Regions from separate parts of the Muntiacus reevesi genome. Here region 2 is linked to region 1. A link is a contact called in public Hi-C data. All regions are on one chromosome and are shown on one strand. Each heading gives the region's core, a stretch centred on a gene start, on an enhancer-like site or on the middle of the called end of the contact. The rest is flanking DNA. Distances are from core to core; before and after follow the strand shown. Region 1 holds the start of KNL1 (kinetochore scaffold 1). Region 2 holds the start of VPS18 (VPS18 core subunit of CORVET and HOPS complexes).

Region 1 (2,726 bases), core at 157-2,656:
TCACATTGTCAAGAAAAATCATACCACTTGGAATCCAACCTTTACGGTACATTAACTTCTCATCTCAAATCATTCTTTCCTTCAAGTTCCACCTCAAATACCACTTTCTCCAAGAAGCCTCCTCTGTCTCCATTGCCGAAAAGCACCAAATAAGCTGGTCTGGTCCCCACATTCCTTTAGAATGTCCTGTAATCCTTTACAGTGTTTTGCTTTACAGTTATCTGTGTATATTAATTCCTTCCCGTTCTGGACTGTAAATTCTAGATGAGGGACTGAATCATCTCCTCCCAACCCGCGCACAAGACAACAAGGAATCCAATACAGATCTGAGGAATTCGACTGATCCAATTCAACTGAAAACTTCAATCTTAATACCTAAAGTAAGCTCTGCTTTGGTCTTCTCTGTCATATCTCTATAAAACTATCTTTAAGAATCCAATCGACAAAACATATATTTTTAGAACTTTTTTCTTAAACTCTACTATTGAGACAAACAGCAAGAAAAGATTTCTTAACTCTGGCTTAATAATGCACCGAGGATTTTTTTAAAAACTTCTTTGTGGCGTACCAATACTGGCTTTATTTATGTTATTACATCTGCAAAAAACTCAAAATCTGCTCAGTGCCGTTAGCACTCGGATCAGACACTGTAAATAAACCATAAACCGAGAGTTCAAAATCACATTTCTGTCACTTCATTTATAGCTAAGAAAAGACTGAGTAAGAAGAAATGCAAACACCCGTGAGTTCCCCAAAGAAGGGAAGAAGGAGGTAGGTGCTAGGGACAGTCCTGGAGCCCTGACAGAAGATGGCGGGGCGGGACGCGGAGACAGCCGCGGGCCAGCGACCCAGGGCCGCTCGTGGGGTCCAGGTGTGGATGGAGACTGCTAGGGGGGCGAGAGGTGGCCCAAGTGTAGGCCGAGGTGAAAAAAGAGCGAGTCCTGCACCGGGATAGAAGCGTCCGTACCTGAGCCCAGAGAGTTCCGAGGCAGTCTGGCTGTAGGCGCGTCCCTCTCCTCCCAGCGTGAGGCCTTCAATCCGCTCTAACAAAACCTAAATCCCGCGGGCGAAGACCAGGACGAAAGTTACCCGCCGCTTCATTTGTGAAGCCCCAACCGCTTCACAAATTCTCCTCAGACTTGTTTGTGGTCCGCACGCTTCTCAGATAGCTCACCCCCACCCCTTCACGTCTGCTCATAACGCCTAGAGGACCTCAGTAAAGCATTCAAATCTAACCGCCTAGCTGAAGCGCAGGCGCAAAGCCGCTCAACGCGTCGGCCCCGCCCCTTAGGCTGCAGACCCTCGCTAAGATTTCTTCAATCAAAGTTTTTTCCCAGTTTATATGCCAATTTTATTTCTTTCAAGGTTATCTCATTTTCTACGGAATTTTCCTTTATTTCTCCCCACTGCAGATTCCTCACTGCATGGGAGCAGCCATCTTCTTTTTATTTCTTGCTGTAAAAAGATCGGAGCTTTGCTTCCGTACAAAATGGCGGCTCCCATAGCATTGCGTCACATCCCCCTAGTTTTACTCCCTATAGCTACCAGGAAGGAATAGGCTTCTGGGACGAGGTGGCCGAGTGGTTAAGGCGATGGACTGCTAATCCATTGTGCTCTGCACGCGTGGGTTCGAATCCCATCCTCGTCGAGTGTAGGTTTTTTTGGTGGTTTTTTTTTGGTCACTGATTGTTCCTGAACCGATGGCGGTAAATTTCCTTGCGGAATGGAAAGAGGTGATTGATTATTCATTGCAAGTGTGATTTACTAGTCGACTTTGAAACCTCCGGTTTGACTCTTGAAAGACGGCTTTTGGCGCATTCTTACCTCACGTAGAAAGAAAAAGGAGGAAAAGAGACATTTTCTGGGAATCAGAATTTAATTAAATAATGCATTTAGTGTATTTTTAATGTAGCAAAAAACAGTACATAGAATTCCACGATTTTAGCTATTTATATATGTTCCAGTGGTGGTCTGCTCAGTATTAATTAACCCAGTTCCTGATTGAGGAACTTCCGTTATTGTGGACTCTGACCCCAGCGTTTTTCATACCTGTCGTTACTATGAAGTATAAGATTTTATTCAAAAGCTACCGTTGAGTTCTCTTTCAGTCCCCAGCGGGCTGCAGGTGCTCAAGAAAAGTACTCAACGTTCAAAAAAGATGTTGACAGCACTTGGAAACTTGGTAGTTATCTAGAAGACAGAGAGGTGAAGACATAGCTGCCTTCCCAGAGAAGAAAGTTTTAATTCTTCTCTTGGATTTAAGCAGAGAGGGAATAGAAAAAGAATAAAGATTCTCCTGAAAAGTCATCAGGCAGAGTCTTTCAACTCACATTTAACAACCGTCATTTATCCAGTATTTATCTACAGGCACCACAATGAATTACAGCACTTTAATTCACAATAACCCTGTGATCACGATAGACATGTTTATTACTCCATTTTACAGATGAGGACACTGAAAGATAAACTTGTCCAAGGTTCTACAGCTTTTGTAATTCCAGAAAAGGCATTTAACTTAAGTCTCAAACTCTGGTGGCCCTTAACCACCACCCTATATATGGTGCTGGAAATTAATAAAAAGCGCTCATCAGTCCTTTGCGGTCACGGTTTACACACTCTCGCTGCAGTAAAAGGTACCCCAGAACCTGACACTGGGCAGATAGCTTCAGTCCTGAGTGGAAATCAGGCTCCAGTGACTCCTCCCACATCAATCCAAATCCCTTAGG
Region 2 (2,700 bases), core at 98-2,597, 250 kb before region 1:
ACCACCTCTACATTAGTCCTAGGCTACATGATAGGTTCTGGACTCTTCTCAAACCTCTGAAAGCAGTAAGGGGTTGATCCTTTGAACCCTTGGGATGCTATTAAACCACTATGTACCTGCTCCTGGTGGTAATGAGGGAAAGTTTGAGTGTTCTCCCTTATCAGTCCCTGGCCAAGCAATCCCAGCTCAACTAAAGTTATCTAGTTCCACTTTCTTCCTTCCTCTCTGCCCATGCAATAATGCTCTCAATAAGTCTACAGAAGAATGAGGGCAGAGGGATCCCTGAGAAACCCTTCCAATCAGTTGGTTAACAAACTGCTGGTATTTTCTCTCTAGCCTTTACTTTCATTTCTCTATCACTACTCAAAATATTCCAGCACTTCAGATGCCTCTGCCAACTCTGTACTACTTTCTACAAAAACTCCCCCTCATCATCCAGCTGCAAACAGTTCTACCAAAAGCTTAAGATACTTCATCTTCCCCTGTTCAGTGACAGAGTTCCCTCTAGGCTCATCCCTCCTTCCCCTACAACACTCCCCTTTCACCAGTTCTTTACTCATTCTCTTCCTCTTACCTCCAGAAGGGGACTGATGGGAAAAACACTGAATGAGATGAAGCCTATTCTCATCTGAACCTATTCTCAGTTTTCCCAACTGCTGCCCTCTAAGCAAGTCACTTCCTTATCTGAGTCCCAGTTCCCTCTTAGAAGGACTCTAGTGGCATGGCCTAGATTACGCGGCTGTGCTTGCTGCTCTTTCAAACTTCGACCATCCACCGCCTGGAGGCCATGAGAACCTGAGGAGAACCAAGGGCCTAGATCCAGACTGCAGGTCCAAGAGGTGAACCCGAGCTCCTGGAGCCAACCCCTCCGCTCCTTCCATGCAGATGCTTGGAGAGCCGAGAGGTGCAGCGGCGCCCTCACTTCCCTTACCCGAGTGGGGGATGCCCACGCTGGGGCAGCCGGGCTGCAAGACGGTCGAACGGGACAGGGAGTCCTCGTATTCATCCAGGATAGACGCCATGGTGCCCGGCCTCTGGGTCCTCCGTCCCAGGGATTACAACAGGGCTCCCCCCCAGGGATCCCCGTCTCCCCGGATTGGAAGCTGCGACTCCCCAGCCTCGACAGGAATCTGACAGATCCTGGCAATCCGCGGCCGCCAACTCCTCCTCTTTACAATCCTGAGAATCTTTTCACTCTCGCCTTATAGAGCGAGAAGATCGGGGAGCCCGCCTCCTTGAATCTGGCGCAGTCCTACACCCAACTCACGCCCCCAAGAAAGCACCGGTTCCCCTTAGCCGATCTCAGGTGATCCCAACCTCGCCCGAGCAGCTCAGCTGACTCCCGCCCCTGGGACGCACGCCTATAACGTAACTTCCGGGTTCTCAGAGGCCCACGTTTGCTGGCGCAGGAACGTCGCGGAGCCGGCCCTTGGGAGGTGCGGAAAGGGTTACGGTGGGCGGGGCCGGGGTGGTAGGGGCGGGGCCGGGGTGGTAGGGGCGGGGCCGGGTGGTGGACAGGCCGGGCTATGGCCCAGCTGGCTCTCCAGCGGAGTGCTCCGTTCTCTGCTGGGGAGAGTCGGAGCTGGTGGTGGTGGTTTAGTCACTAAACGGTGTTCGACTCTTGCGACCCCATGGACTGTATGTAGCCCGCCAGGCTCCTCTGTCCATGGGGTTCTCCAGGCAAGGATACTAGAGTGGGTTGCCATTTCCTTCTCCAGGGAATCTTCTTGACCCAGGAATTGAACCCAGGTCTCCTGCACTGCAGGCAGTTTCTTTACCGACTGAGCTACCAAGGAAGCCCCTAGGTGGTGGACGGGCCCCGCTGAACACAAGCTCCACCCTCCTGGACTCTATTGCAGTTCTATACTTTGACACCAGGAGGCAATCCTGGCTTTCTCAGTCGCCTTCCCAGACCCGCCCAGCGCAATCCAGCCTCAGCCTCTGAGAAGGTCCCCAGCATTTTTCACGCCCAAGCTTCCCTGCCGCAGAAGACCACTCAGCCTCTCTGGTCAGCTCCCGCTCGCACATTTAAAAATAGTCCATTGCCCTAGCTCCCCAGTGAAGGAAAAGATTACCCACTCCAGTACTCTTGCCTGGAGAATTCCATGGACAGAGGAGCCTGGAGGGCTGCAGTCCATGAGGTTGCAAAGAGTCGGACACGACTAAGCGACTAATACACATCCTAGGTCCCCAGGAGAACATTCCTTTCTTAAACCTAAACGCCACCTAAATCCGGCCTTCACACGGCACAGGCAAGCAGTCCTGGCCTCTCTTCTCCCACGACCAGGGACCCACCAGTTTCCAGAAAGTGGCAGAGCTAGTGGCTCGGCCAGTAGGAAACTACGTGCTGCCCAGTCTCTTCTCTGGTTTGTAGTGGCTCCTCCGTGTTGAACACTTACTCTCTGCCTGGCCTTGAGTTAGGTGCTGGGGTCACAGAGATAAGTATAACAACCGTCCTGGAAGATCATAATCCAGAGGGGCGATGGGCCCATAAATAGGTAGTTAATGCTGATTGTGAGGTGAAAGTCGCTCTTGTCCTACCCTTTGTGACCCCATGGACTGTAGCCTGTCAGTCTCCTCTTTCCAGGGAATTCTCCAGGCCAGAATACTTGAGTGGGTATAGCTATTCCTTCTCTAGGGGATCTTCCCAACCCAGGGATTGAACCCAGGTCTCCTGCATTGCAGGCGGATTCTTTACAG

What was found. Hi-C and Micro-C count contacts between places; a contact is called where the count stands out from the background.
Region 2: a Hi-C map of muscle shows a contact between it and region 1, with 11 times the contacts expected there. The contact joins the promoter of VPS18 here to the promoter of KNL1 in region 1. A contact is called at or near these places in 2 of 3 Hi-C or Micro-C datasets (blood and muscle).

The regions. Positions count from the first base shown.
Region 1 is chr7:35,020,695-35,023,420 of mMunRee1.1, reverse strand. KNL1 (kinetochore scaffold 1) reads right to left here and starts at 1,406. Exons shown (of 27, transcript XM_065940923.1): 1 at 968-1,406. TRNAS-GCU (transfer RNA serine (anticodon GCU)) reads left to right here and starts at 1,567; the gene lies at 1,567-1,648.
Region 2 is chr7:35,271,831-35,274,530 of mMunRee1.1, reverse strand. VPS18 (VPS18 core subunit of CORVET and HOPS complexes) reads right to left here and starts at 1,347. Exons shown (of 5, transcript XM_065941191.1): 1 at 932-1,347. The coding sequence starts at 1,022.